Regions from separate parts of the Vulpes vulpes genome. Here region 1 is linked to region 2. The links are chromatin contacts, called in public Hi-C maps. All regions are on one chromosome and are shown on one strand. Each heading gives the region's core, a stretch centred on a gene start, on an enhancer-like site or on the middle of the called end of the contact. The rest is flanking DNA. Distances are from core to core; before and after follow the strand shown. Region 1 holds the start of LRRN4CL (LRRN4 C-terminal like). Region 2 holds the start of SCGB1A1 (secretoglobin family 1A member 1).

Region 1 (7,293 bases), core at 1,187-3,686, 210 kb before region 2:
ACACCGCTTCTCCTTGCAGGTCACAAAGGACTTCCTTCTTCTCCCCTTCATCATCCTTCTTGTACTAAGGAGTGGGCTGGGGCATGATGGGGATGCTCCTCGGGTGTTAAAGGTCCAGATCACAGCGGGGGTGGGGTGGGGAACCTCACTGCTCACTAGTTTCCCCTTCGCAGGTAAACATCCGAAAAAGAGACAGTTCCCAGAAGCCAGTACAGCGAAGGATCTCAGCCCATCATCCAGGTAAACATGATGGGAGGGGGCTTCCTATGTTACCCAGGATGAAGCTTTAGGCCCTCACAGCTGGGCTAAGGGTCAGAGGATAGGCAGACCGGAGGAGGTGAGCTTGGCACTGCTGCCTGCGTGCAGTTGCTTTAGCCCTACCCTGTCCTCTACCCACTTTGGAGGCACAGAGCCCCAAGGCCAGGAGGAGTCAACACAGCTGTCAGACATCACAGAGGACGGTGAGAGCCCTGAAGATCCCCCAGGGGCAGGTACAGTAACAGCTCACCCGCCTGCCCTCGCTGTCTTCAGTTGTCCCCTTTAGCCTCTTAGCCTGACCTCTGCATTCCCCGTGGCTGCAGAGGGTCAGCTCCCTGAGGAGGAGAAACCAGATCCGCAGCCCTTGAATGGAGAGGAGGAGCTGGAGCCAGAGGCCAGTGATGGTGAGGGGTGCTCGGTGAGGGGTGCTTGGCATGGGGGGTCTGGTGGAGTGGAGGTGGCATGTCGGTGGGGAGGAGATTATATTGACTGAGGGGGTTGAAGAGCCCCTGGTTACTTAATGTCCCATTTGGGATTTTGTTTCTCCCTCCTCTGGCCCAGGTTCAGGCTCCTGGGAAGATGCAGCTTTGCTGACGGAGGCCAACCTGCCTGCTCCTACCCATGCCCTTGCCCCAGAAACTCTGGGCAGCTCTGAACCCTCTGTGGGCAGTCTTCGACAGCGCCCCACCTGCTCCAGTTCCTGAAGAGAACAGGACAGAGTCCTCACATTCCAGCCTTTTCTCACTTGACAACTCTTCCCCTGTCCTGTGGTTCCCCCAATAAACTATTTTCATGGCCACTGCTTCCCTGACTCCTTGAAATGGATTCAGGGCCTTGTGAAAACGCTGCATTGCCCTGGCACCTTCCCCGCCACCCAGCAGTGGAAGAGGTTGTCTTGCTGGAGGGCCGGCCGGTGGGGAAGGCCTCCAGACCTGGCCTGTTATACAGCTGTTTCCATTCAGAAGCCTAGGAAGTCAAAGGAGAGAAAACCTCTCTTGCCCACTGCCTCCACGTGACTGGAGAGGGGGATCGAGGAGGGCGGGTCTGGAGAGCTGGGCTGCATCATTCTGGCCTCTGTACCCCACCCTTTCTCTGTCCATTGGGAGGCAGAAGACAGGAAATGACTGCCCTGGATGTGGTATGATTTTTACCGAAACCACATTTTGGAGCCCAGGCCCCATGCTGTCACAGCTACTTTCCAACCCCCAACTGCAGCCAGGTGGCCCTCTCCTCACCTCCCCCCCCCCCCCCCCCCCCCCCCCGCCTCCCTCCCCCACACACACATAGCTTCAGCCCTGTGATTCTCCCGCTCCTGGCTGCTTTCCACATTCCGCCCACCTCTCCAAACCCAGGCATCCTGGCCTCCAGATGCAGCAGCTGCCTGTGGCTCCCCCCAGCCCCAGCCCCATGACTCAGGCTCTCTGAAGGGACCAGCCGGCTTCTTGGCATTCACCGGGAAAGGGGGGGTGCAGGGCAGGGGGGCTAGGTGGTGACATCATCATGGAAGGGTATAAAAGCTTCAAGCCAAAACAATTGAAGACAAAACCTACCCGTGTAGCCCGTGCTCCTGGGGACACCCTAGCCTTTCACCCACAGACCTCTGGCCTGAGATCTGCACTGCTGGGAGACCTCCCCGCTGGTGAGGGGGCTACTGGGGGCCAGGGGAAGGGGATGGCAGGTGGGGGGCGGCAGGGACTGGAGCTCCTTTGATAGATGGGGAACGGTCCAGGTCCGCAGATTTTCCCCTTCTATTCCATCTCTTCTTTTTTGTTTCTGTCTCCCTTTGGGTTTTTCAGTATAATTGTTTTTACTGAGATCGGTCCTTTGAGTGGCAGCTGGGAATAATTCTACCTTTCTTCCCCAGGCTGAGTAAATCCTCTTTTTTTGCCCTCCAGCACTTTGTTTATTCATTAACTGTTTCTGGTACTTCACCCATTGCCAATCGCACACCCATCTCTCAGGTCAGCCTGCATTTGTTTCACCCAAAACCAACCAACAAGTCCATAGCCCGTTGAGAAGTTGGTTGACAAATCAGCATGTCTGTGTCCTTTTCTTTGCTTTCCTGTCCTCTTCTTTGCCCCCAGCTGTGCTTCCCTGGTTTTGTTGGGGGGAGGGGGGCAGAAGGCATGGGGTCTGGGCGGTCTTGACTTCTCCAACTCCTTCCCTTCCAGACTCCAATGCTGGGCTCTCCCTGCCTTCTGTGGCTCCTGGCTCTCACCTTCTCCTTAGTGGCCAGATCACAGCTCTTGACCCTTCAAGACTTTAAGGAGGAGGAGGAAGATGAGACACTACGGCCGCCTCTGCCTGCTGTCCTCTGTGACTACGATAGTTGCCGCCACATGCAGGTGCCATGCAAGGAGCTGCAGAGGGCCGCACCCAGGGCCTGCCTGTGCCCTGGGCTCTCCAGCCCTGCCCAGCCACCTTACCCTCCGCGCCTGGGAGAAGTGCACGTGGTGGCTGAGACGGGCAGCGCTTTGGTGCACTGGTGTGCCCCCTCCTCCCCGGTCCACCAGTACTGGCTGCTGCTTTGGGAAGGCAGTGGGGCTGCCCAGAAGGGGCCCCCCCTCAACTCTACAGCCCGCAGAGCAGAACTGAAGAGGCTGAAGCCTGGGGGCACTTATGTCGTTTGCGTGGTGGCTGCAAATGGAGCTGGAGAAAGCAGCGTGCCAGAGGCAGGTGGGGAAGGCCTTGATGGGGTGAGTGGCCCTACTTTCGGGCCCTGCGGCAGGCTGGCCGTGCCCCCCAGGTCCCTGACCCTGGTCCACACAGCTGTTGGGGTGGGCACAGTTCTGGCCCTGCTGACTTGCTCTGCTCTGGTTTGGCACTTCTGCTTGCGTGAGCGCTGGGGCTGCCCCCACCGCGCAGCCTCCCTACCAACAGCAGGGCTCTGAAGCAACCTGGGGGCCTCTTAGGCCTGGCTGAGTCTGGGCTTGGAGAGGAGAGTTCGGCCTGGACTCCTTGGGAGGAGGTGGTTGCCGCTGCTGCCCAGAACAGCCCAGATGGCAGAGTAGAAGGCCAGGTGCCTGGGCCACAACTGAGTCTCAGTGCTTAGCCTGAGAGCTTGCTCAGGCCCCAAACTCTCCGTTCTGCTCCACACTGAGGGTTGGAAAGGAGCAGAGAAGCTTGCAACTTTTTACTTAAAGGACCAGATAGTAAACAACGTAGGCTTTGCGTTTCCAGAGGACAAAATCAAAGGTGATTTGTAGGTACTTCTATAGCCATGTAATCATGTAAATACGTAAAAAACATTCTTAGCTCATCGGCCCTACAAATCAGGCCCTGGCTATATTAGGCCTGTTGGCTGTAGTTAGCTGATCCCAATCCCTGCCATATACCCTCCAAAGGGCCCGGTCACCTTGGTGGCTTTGGTGGGATTTTTGAGAACAAGCTGCTGCAGGATAGGAGTTTGGGACAAGACTACTTCCTCTTTTACCTTTTATTTAGATCTAGAGTATGGGCACACCTGAGTCTGAATCCACCTGTCTGAAGTGGGTGGAGATAAATTACATGGGTTGGAGAACCACAGACTGCCTAACTGCTTTCTGAGGCATTTCCCAGATCCAAGGATTTCCCCCACTTTCCCTAAATCTGTGTTTGTTGTATATCCACTGTACCAACATTAAAGGAAATATAAAAGGAAGATATTTTCATTTTTCACGATCCTTTTCATTTTCCTGTCCACGCACCTATTTTTCAGAGAAGTGTATACTTTTGAATTTATAATTAAATTAACTGGATGGGGCAGCCCCGGTGGCTTAGTGGTTTAGTGCCGCCTTCAGCCCAGGGCGTGATCCTAGAGCCCTGGGATAGAGTCCCATGTCTGGCTCCCTGCATGGAACCTGCTTCTCCCTCTGCCTGTGTCTCTGTCCGCCCCCCTCTCTCTCTAATAAAATCTTTTATTTTTTTAAATTTTTTTTTAATTTTTATTTATTTATGATAGTCACACACAGAGAGAGAGAGGCAGAGATACAGGCAGAGGGAGAAGCAGGCTCCATGCACCGGGAGCCTGACGTGGGATTCGATCCCGGGTCTCTAGGATCACGCCCTGGGCCAAAGGCAGGCGCCAAACCGCTGCGCCACCCAGGGATCCCCTCTAATAAAATCTTTTAAAAAATAAAATGGATGTAGGGGTGCCTGGGTGGCTCATTCAATTGAGTGTCAGACTTGGTTTCAGCTCAGGTCATAATTGCAGGGTCATGAGAGCGAGCCCCACTTTGGGCTCTGTGCTGGGTGTGAAGGCTGCTGGAGAGTCTCACTCCCTTTGCCCCTACCCCTATTATTCAAATAAATAAAGAAAACCTTTAACAAATAAAAAATAAACCAACTGGATATAGAAAAGCCTGAGTTGCTAGAGAGTATAATCCTCACTTTTGCTGGTCTTATAACTTTTTTTTTATGCATTGATTATTTATTCAGCAATAGTTAAAATTCAGATCCAAATAACTTTTTTAAAATAAGATTTTATTTATTCATTCATGAGAGACACAGAAGAGAGGCAGAGACACAGGCAGAGGGAGAAGCAGGCTCCATGCAGGGAGCCTGACATGGGATTCAATCTTAGGACTCCAGGATCACGCCCTGAGTTGAAGTTGGCGCTAAACCGCTGAGCCACCTGGGCTGCCCCTGGTCTTATAACTTTTTTTTTTTTTTTTTTGCTGTGGTTTATAACTTTTAATTACAGAATTGACAGTTATATGAATTTCAAGTACTGCTGAAGAATACAAAGGAAAATTCCCCCAGATTTTTATTCAATGCCAATGTATTTTTTTTTAAGATTTTATATATTTATTCATGAGAGAGAGAGAGAGAGAGAGACAGAGAGAGAAGCAGGCTCCGTGCAGGAAGCCTGAGGTAGGACTTGATCCCAGGACCCCAGGGCCATGTCCTGAGCCAAAGGCAGATGCTCAACCGCTGAGCCACCCAGGTGTCCCTCAATGCTCTTCTTTTCTTTGTTCACAGTAGATGATGGACAGTGTTCCACGTTGGTAATTCATAGCCTCCTTGGTTATGTTAAAGGCTGTGCAACTTTCCCTAGGAGGATGCTCCTTAAAGGACCAAAGCCATCGCTCTTTACTGGAACATTTGTCTTCAGTGTCTGCTACGGGTATCTTTGTGTATCCTTCACGTTTGTGTATTTAATACTATACAGTTGATTATTTTCTTTTTTAACCATTAGAGCTCAAGATAAATTTAAAATATGTGTATTATGGGATGCCTGGGTGGCTCAGTGGTTGGGCAGCTGTTTTGGGCTCAGGTTGTGATCCCGGGATCCGGGATCAAGTCCTGAATCAGGCTCCTACAAGGAGCCTGCTTCTCCCTCTGCCTATGTCTCTGCCTCTCTCTCTCTCTCTCTCTCTCTCATAAATAAATAAATCTTTAAAAAAAAAAATACATGTATTCTAAGACCACATTATAGTGAATACTGTGTCCCTGTTTTATTTGCTTCCCCCTTTTCCTCAGTATTCATTTGCAAATGAGGGCCCTGCTTTCTCATTATTCAAGACTTGCTCTGTATGCCTTCTCATTTACTCTTCACAATCTTTCTTAAAAAAAAAAAAAAAAGATTTTATTTATTCAGGAGAGACAGAGGAGAGAGAGAGGCAGAGACACAGGCAGAGGGAGAAGCTGGCTCCAAGCAGGGAGCCTGACATGGGACTCGATCCCAGGTCTCCAGGATCACACCCTGGGCTGAAGGCCGTGCTAAACCACTGAGCCATCTGGGCTGCCCTCTTTTTCTTTTTCTTTTTTTAAAGATTTTATTTATTCATGAGAGACACAGAGAGAGGCAGAGACACAGGCAGAGGGAGCAGCAGACTCTCCGCAGGGAGCCCGATGCAGGAACTCAATCCCAAGGACTCCAGGATCACGCCCTGAGCCAAAGGCAGCTGCGCAAGGGCTGAGGCACCCAGGCGTCCCATCTTCACATTCTTTCAAAGAGATCACCTGGAAGGAAATGAGAACTCTGACATTCTAAATGGTTTAAAGATACACCAGTAAGGAGGTGAGTTAGGATGCCCAACTTCAAAGCTGAAGTTCTTCACTCCAGTATGGAGAGGCAACACAGCATAGTGGTTTAGTGAATGCACACTGCATGGGTGTGTGGATTCTGGCTTGGCTACTTACCAGCTTTGTAACCGTAGGTAAATTTATCTCCTTTTTCTGTATGTGTTTCCTGTGACTAATAGTAGTATAATCACATAGATTGTTGTGATTATTAAATATGCATTAATCACATAAAAAGTCTCTAGCGCATTAGGGTAAGTAATCAAGGACCACACAATACGGGGATAAATGTTTAACGGAGTCAATATTGGAGGTGGCAGGTGGAAAGGGGGTGGTTAAAGCAAGATTTCCTTATAAAGTAACTGTAGGAGATGCCTGGGGAGCTCAGAGTTTGGGCGCCTGCCTTCAGCTCAGGTCGTTATCCCAGGATCTGGGATTGAGTCCCTCATCGAGCCTGCTTCTCCTTCTGCCTGTGTCTCTCATGAATAATAAATAAATCTTAAAAAAAAATATATTATTAAAAAAATAAAGCCAATGGGGGGGGGGGTCCAGTCTCAGGATTGGGAGTTAACCAATCCCACATAAGAGGCAGGATGTCACAAGCAGGGGGACTGGTAGGTGCAAAGGCCTAGAAGAGCAGGGCCTGCCTTGCAATAGGCAAAGGTTAACAGCAAGAGGTAGGAGATGAAACACCGACGGGGCACAGTCTTGCCAGGTACCGAGGACAAGTGCTTATTGTTATTCTCACTTCACTGAGAGGGCTTTAAACAACAACGAAAACGGAGGAAACCAGACTACTAGCTTTTAAATTCCGTCCTCAGTGACAGGGGTGTCGTGGAGAACTTTCAAGCAGGGAGGTGATGACAGGATCAGATCACTGTGTTCTGCAAAGAGGCCTTTGGCAGAGGGGTGGAGGATGGCTCAACTCCCCAGAGAGGATGAGCGGGTCAAAGAGCGCGCACATCGCTATGGCTCCCGCGCAGCACCGCCAAGGGACATTCCAGTTGGCTGCGCTCAGTTACTCCATGGAGA
Region 2 (6,830 bases), core at 3,364-5,863:
AACCCTATACCCGCTCCAGGTTTTGTTGCCTGAGTGTGTTACAAGAACCCGATTCCTCCCATGAGTGGTTGTGTGCTGGGTGTGATGTGAGGCGCTCTGATGCAGGCCCATCCAGCCCCAAAGAGGTCCCAAATACTCTGTCCACATGCTTGAAATGGACGTTTCCATTTATCTTTGGGCTACACAACTCTCTGCAAAGCGCCATCTCTGCTTGTAGGTGTGTCTGGATAGCACAATTAACTCAAATATTTACAGCTTAGTTAATTTCATCAGTAAATGGCTGGAGGTTGAGGAGTCTGTCTGAGGTCAGCCACCTCTGTATATGGACCCCCTTTTTATTCTCCTGTAGGGTTAAGTTTGAGCAGGGCCCTGGATGGCTCTCTGCCCAGGCAAGAGTGTGTGTGCTGGACACCATCTCGCCTCTTGTGGCTAGCCTGGTGTTGGGGTGGGGGGGCAGAAGTGAGTCGCCTGGGCCCCTCAGAGATATGTTTTAATGGCTACTGCCTTTCTCTTTGCACCTGTGATCCTTACCCTAGCAGTAGCGGATCTTCTCACTCTAGCAGGCAAACAAAAAAGAGGTGGAGTGGGGGGCACAAGTGTGAGATGCTTATGCTTTATTGAGGGGAGCCAGGCTGGGGACAGAGTGGAAGAAGCATCTGGGGAGCAGCAGGAGCTTCAGCAGTTGGAGATCTTCAGCTTCTAAACCCTAAGCACACTCTGGGCTTTTTATGACTGCCCCCTAAAACAAACAAACAAACAAACAAACAAACAAACAAACAAACAAACATCCCAATACAATGGTGAGCAAACCTCAAAGTTAGGCCAAGATGTCTACATGCAGAAACTTCAATGTCAATTCAGAGGTTCAGTAGCTCTAGGAAGAGCTAAGCTTGTAAGAGTTTTGATTATTTCTTGGAAGCCTCTTAAAAAGGGTAAGAGTATTGGGGCACCTGGGTGGCTCAGTGGTTGAGCATCTGCCTTTGGCTCAGGTCCTGATCCTGGGGTTCTGGGTTCAAGTCCCCCATCAGGCTCCCTGCAGGGAGCCTGCTTCTCCCTCTGCCTGTGTCTCTGCCATTCTCTGTGTTTTTCGTGAACAAATGAATAAATAAAAACATCTTAAAAAAAAAAAAGTAAGATGACTGAATCTGCTTCCTGGAGGAATATGTGCACCAGGACTCTCCTCTCTGGATTAGAAAGGGGTCAGTAGAAATGCGGCAAGGCTGTATAGCCCAGGGACCAGGGTGGGGTGGGGTGGGGTGGAGGGTAGGGAGTGGGGACCCACTGCTAAGCAGCATGAATGAAGGGAGCTGTGTACCGTGAACTTTAGGATGTTCTCGGTGGTGGTTGAGGGGAGGGTGTCCACCAGACTCTTCAGCTGGATCATTGCATCTTTCATGTCTGCGTCTGGGTTGAAAAATTCAAGTGCAGCCTGGTAACTGGAAGGCGTGTCCAGGAAGAGGGCTTTGATGACATTTAGAAAGTTCTGGCAGATCTCTGCAGAAGCTGAAGCAGGGAAAAGAGAGAGTACATGTGTCAGGCCCCTTTCCAAGCTGGCCGGGCCCTGGCTGGGCCTGCCCCAGATGTAAGCAGGGGGGCCTGTCAGCAGGAGGTAGCGCTTTTCTAGTTGCTGGGATGGCGCTGAATGTAGGTCTGCTGGTGCTCCTTGGCACTGTGGGGAGACTTCCTGGGGTTGCAGCCAGCCTTTCGTGGCTTACCCTCCTTGCACTTCCTGGGTGGGGGTGGGGCGGGGTGCATTTGTTCTTTCTTTCCTTTTTTCTTTTTTTAAAGGTTTTATTTATTCATTCATGAGAGAGACACACAGAGAAAGAGAGAGAGAGAGAGAGAGACAGAGCCAGGCAGAGAGAGAAGCAGGCTCACTGCAGAGAGCCTGATGTGGGACTCGATCAGGTCTCCAGGATCACACCCTGGGCCAAAGGTGGTGCTAAACCGCTGAGCCACCTGGGCTCCCCCCCCCCCACATTTGTTCTTTCTGTTAGAGTTCTAGGCAGAGCACTGATGAAAGAAGTTGCTGATCTGATCTTTTACGTAATGTGGGGTTTGGGAAGAGGCTACCGAGGGTTTCTGGTTGTTGTTCTGCCAGTAACATGCCTCTTACCAATGGTTAGTGATGGTCTGAGCCACTTGCCATGGGGGTGGGGAGGTGGCTGGTACAGGGATGCATGGGGCAGTCGGGCCACACAGAAAGAAGTACTTGCATGGGCCAAGTGCAAGCCCCTGAGCTGGCCCAGAAGAGGCTTCCTCCATGAGCTCTGGGTCCCTGTGGTGCACTTACTCACCTGCCCACAAGCCTCCGTGTCCATGCCTGGCCCTACTATGTTCCCTCCGCCTGGAGTGCTCCTTGGATTGTGCTCCCCCTTTAGGCCCCTGCCCCAGGAACATGTGGGGCAGTCACTGGTTCCTATGCCTTGAGTCTCAGTCTCCATTCTGGAATTCTTTGCCATGTGTGCAAAGTTTCCGCTTCCCTGCCTTGGACTCCAGGGACCCCAAAGTGGCCACTCCAAGTCAGATGCCCTCCAGAACTTAGAGTCCTGCTTTGCAACTTACTATGTCACCTGGCAAAGTAATTTATCTTTATGTGGCTCCACTTTCTCATCTGTAAAATGGGAATAGTATCCCAATTTCACAGGGTTATTGTTAAGAATGAAAAGGGGTTCAGAATAGTGATTGGCACATGGTCGGTGCTGAATAAATGGGCGATATTATTATTGTTATTATTACCTGTGTGCACAGACAAGTATACACATGCATCCCAGATCCACCCCCTAACATATTTCAGCCCCACCTTGCTGAGCCGCCTGCTCTAGGCACAGCACTGAGATCTAATTAATGTACAATTGGCCTTTGAACAACATGGGATTGAACTGCCTGGGGCCCCTTACATGTGAATTTTTTTCAATAGATGTGTTGGAAATCTTTTTTGAGGGGATCCCTGGGTGGCTCAGCAGTTTAGTGCCTGCCTTTGGCCCAGGGCGCAATCCTGGAGTCCCTGGATCAAGTCCCACGTTGGGCTCCCGGCATGGAGCCTGCTTCTTTCTCCTCCTGTGTCCCTGCCTCTCTTTCTCTCTTTATGTCTATCATAAATAAATAAATCTTAAAAAAAAAAAAACTAAATACCCCAAAGAATATTAAAAAAAAAAAAAAGGAAATCTTTTTTGAGATTTGCGACAATTTGGAAAGACTCACGAATGAACTGGATAGCCTAGAAAAAATGAAAAACACTAAGAAAAAGTTGGGTATTATTGTCAGAACACAGTATATAATACATATAACATACAAAATATGTGTTAATCAACGATTATTAGTAAGGTTTCTGGTCAAGAGCAGGCTAGGAGTAGTTAAAAGTCAAAAGTTATAGGCAGATTTTTGAATGTGTGGGGGGCAGTCAGCACGCTGAAGCCCTATGCTGTTCAGGGGTCAACTGTACATGTCAGTCCAAAATGATGTTATTTCCCCTTAAAGACAAATATCTCTGTACAATAGTTGTCCCCAGTGCATCTTGGTTTTGGTTTTCCAACTCTCCTGCCACCAACCCCCAGGGTCATCAGACCTACCGCCATGGATGTCATGATACTTTCAAAGGGAATTAATTGAAATTGGCTAAAAAAACAAAAAACAAAACCCCCAAAACCTTTTTGTTTGTGTTTGTTTATTAAAAGCAGTAGAAGAGGCTGATACAGAGTAAAAACCAATTCCCAAAAGATCACGGAGGTTGAGAGAGGTGGGATCCCCCTTGCTCTCTCTCTCTCTACCCCCCCCCTTTTCCTCCTTCTCTCTCTCTCTCCCTCTCTTTCTCTCTTCCTCCTTCTCTCCCTCTCTCTCCCTCCCTCTCTCTCCTCATTCCTTCCCTCGTAGTGACAGCTGCAACTATTCAGAGACTCCTAATCTTTTTGGCAGAGGACAAAAATGTTTAGAAAACTCTACTCTGGTTTGGCAGTTTCCCAAAGGGAAGATCCCTTTCTAGAATATTCCTCTAAGCCCAGAATGGAAGATCTTGCCTTAGCTTGGATTTCTTTTGGAGACATGAGGCTCTGTAGCTCCTTCTAGCCCCTTTGGCCGCCAGAGTGGTGTGAAGACCCCAAATGTGAAGGCAGCACTGTACCAAGGTCTCTTGGCATCTTGGGCTCTCTCCAAGACTGGGCTCTGAGGAGCTCATTATTATTCCTATCGGAATCTCCATATGGGATCTCCTCCATTCCAGCCTCTAGTCTGTTTTGACCCTGTCATTCTTGAGTTGTTGGCTATGGAAGATGGGATCCCTTCCAGGTTTCCTCCCCGGCTCAGTGTGCTCCCCAAGTACCCGAGATAGGCCTGTTCGCAGACCCGGCTTCTTGGCTGGAAGTCAGCATTCCAGCTAAACAGCTGCCCCCTGTCCTAAGCAGAACCAGGGTGGGTGCAGGAAGGGTTCCTGAGCCTGGCCTGGGGGAGGGGTCTCTGGGAACTCACCAGGACTGCAGTAGAGAGCCAGGGTGACCAGGGCAAGGATGACAGCGAGCTTCATGGTGGGCAGGAGGCTGGCGAAGGAGGCCCTGGCCTGTCTCTGGACCCGGTGGTCTTATGTGAGACATGCTCATTGGGGTGCCTTCTTAAATGCTCCAGGCTGTACCTGGAGGGAGGGAAAGGGGTGGGGCCTGGGCTCCATAGATGGGACCACACTATTTACTTGGGTATCAGCGTGGTGGGAAAGGTAAATATTCTCTTTTCTCAACCCTGTGGCTTTCCTCATTGGAACTGACCTCACACAAATGAGGCACTTGGACAGCAGGAAACCCGGAGTGCCAAGTGGAAGCCACAAGAGGACCTAGGCCAGAGGGTATGGAGGCCCGGCTACCTGTGCCACACTCATTGAACTTGAGCCCTGAGCAGTCCAGGCAATTGCAGAGTCCACCTGGACCTATCACCCCAGGAAAGACTGAGGCCTGAGGCCCCTTACACATAGCTTGGGACTCCTGATGCTCCCCTGGGCTCCTCCCACTGCAGCTGGAGGGTCACGTGGACCAGAGCATCCATCTCTGTGGTCAGGCTTCAGGGCGACCCTGGACAGAAACACGCAGACAGATAAAGCCTTGCTCTGGAAAGCCCCCGAGAAACCCAAGCCTCAGATCAGACTGGAGAATGTGTTGCCTCAGGCTGACTCTGTGTCCGCCTGAAGCGGCTCTCATGTCTTATCCTCCTGATGGCCAAATCCATGGGCACTTTAGGCCTTATCTCACCTGCCCTCTTCATGGCTTTGACCTTTTTGACCTTTTGTTTCTTGAACTGTTCTCTCTCCTGCACTCCCACGGCCCTGTTCTTTCCTGATTTCCTCCATGATCATCCTTGTTCTTCAAATGTTTGCTTTTTTACTGACTGTGCTTACCTGTGGAACGGTTCCAGACTTTGGTTGCAGCCCCTTTTGCCCTCCAGAGGCCACACCTACAGCTGCTCCCTTCTTTCTCCAGTGCCTGTGACTTAGGACACAGGCCTGGGCTGGCCAGACCCAACTCCTAACAGCTTCCCGTCCCTAGCTTGCCCTCCTTGGCCATCTGCAGGAAGGCCAGCTGAATGATCTTTCTAAAACCTGCTGATCATGTCAATTCTCCTTCTTAAAAACCTTTGAAAAAAAAAAAACAAACCCTTTGAAATCGTCCTCTTTTCCAACAGTATAAAATTCAAGTGTGATCTACAAGGTCCTTGTCCACTGGCCTTTGCTTATCATTTGAGCCTCTTTCCCTACTTCCCCACATAGTGATTTGACTCTGTCTTAGTATTTGTGGATTCAGGAACATCCCATGTTTTCCTTTTTTTTTTTTTTTTTAAGATTTTATTTATTTATTTGACAGAAAGAGCAAGAAAGAGAGAGAGCAAGTGAGCAAGCAGGAGCTGGAGGATGGGCAGAGGGAGAGGGAGAAGCAGACTCCCCGCTGAACAGGGAACCTGATGTGGGGCTCAATCCCAGGGCCCTGGGATCATGACCTGAGCTGAAGGCAGACACTTCATGGACTGGGCCACCCAGGAGCCCCATCCCATGTTTTTCTTCATGTCTTTCTACTTTTGCACAAAGGATGCCTCATGCCTGGAATATATATCTCCTGTCTTGTCTACTTCTCCAAATCTTGTCTGTACTTCAATATTCAATCAAATGTCCATTCATTCATTCTGAGCACCTGCTATGTGCCAAGCATTATCCTAAGGGGTGGGGATTGAGGTAGATATACAGAAGCACTGCCTGGAGCTTGTCACCTGACCGTGAGGAGTGTGGTCAGCAGAGAGCCACTAGATCCCCGTCACTTTGGGGTCTTCCCAGGCCCAGAAAGCTGTCCCGTTCAAGGTCACACCCTTCTTGAGGCTGCTCCCCTCTGGTGACCAAGCAAGGAGGGCACTTCTGCACCGTGCAGAATGACTCCCGTGAGTGACTCTGACTCCACAGCTTCCTGCCCAGCTGGCTGAGACTTTGCCAGGCCCTCACTGCAGGTGCATTGCAGGCCAGCTTTCCCTCCGCCCTTTCTGCCCCTTCCCTGAACAGTTACTATCCCTAACAGTAGCTTCCATGGAACCACCAACCCACAGCAGGGAAGCAGTGATGGCTGAGGCAGGCCCAGGTCCCTGACACTGTGGAACTTTGCGCTGGTGGCTGGGACAGGCAAGCAGGCAGTGAAGCCAATGACATAATTGCAGCGGCGCTTGGTGCTAGGAGAGAAGGAAGCAGGATGCGGGGTAGAGAATAGATGAGACCCACTTAGGTGGGGGAGTCCGGGGGCAGTTGCTCCAAGCCAAGCTGGTGACTCCATGGTGACCCACAGCACAGCATCTAGGCAGAGGGGACACCCAGC

The links. Hi-C and Micro-C count contacts between places; a contact is called where the count stands out from the background.
Region 1: a Hi-C map of skeletal muscle shows a contact between it and region 2, with 2.9 times the contacts expected there. The contact joins the promoter of LRRN4CL here to the promoter of SCGB1A1 in region 2. A contact is called at or near these places in 2 of 3 Hi-C or Micro-C datasets (both in skeletal muscle).

Annotation. Positions count from the first base shown.
Region 1 is chr5:62,515,168-62,522,460 of VulVul3, reverse strand. LRRN4CL (LRRN4 C-terminal like) reads left to right here and starts at 2,436. Exons shown (of 1, transcript XM_072758274.1): 1 at 2,436-3,898. The coding sequence starts at 2,436. The coding sequence ends at 3,149. It overlaps BSCL2 (BSCL2 lipid droplet biogenesis associated, seipin), which reads left to right. Exons shown (of 13, transcript XM_072758257.1): 8 at 1-19; 9 at 174-240; 10 at 405-491; 11 at 582-662; 12 at 820-1,897; 13 at 2,430-3,898. The coding sequence ends at 962. It overlaps UBXN1 (UBX domain protein 1), which reads left to right and starts at 7,083. Exons shown (of 10, transcript XM_026004671.2): 1 at 7,083-7,293.
Region 2 is chr5:62,303,010-62,309,839 of VulVul3, reverse strand. It overlaps SCGB1A1 (secretoglobin family 1A member 1), which reads right to left and starts at 4,613. Exons shown (of 3, transcript XM_072757329.1): 1 at 4,465-4,613; 2 at 1,316-1,503; 3 at 598-739. The coding sequence starts at 4,519. The coding sequence ends at 707.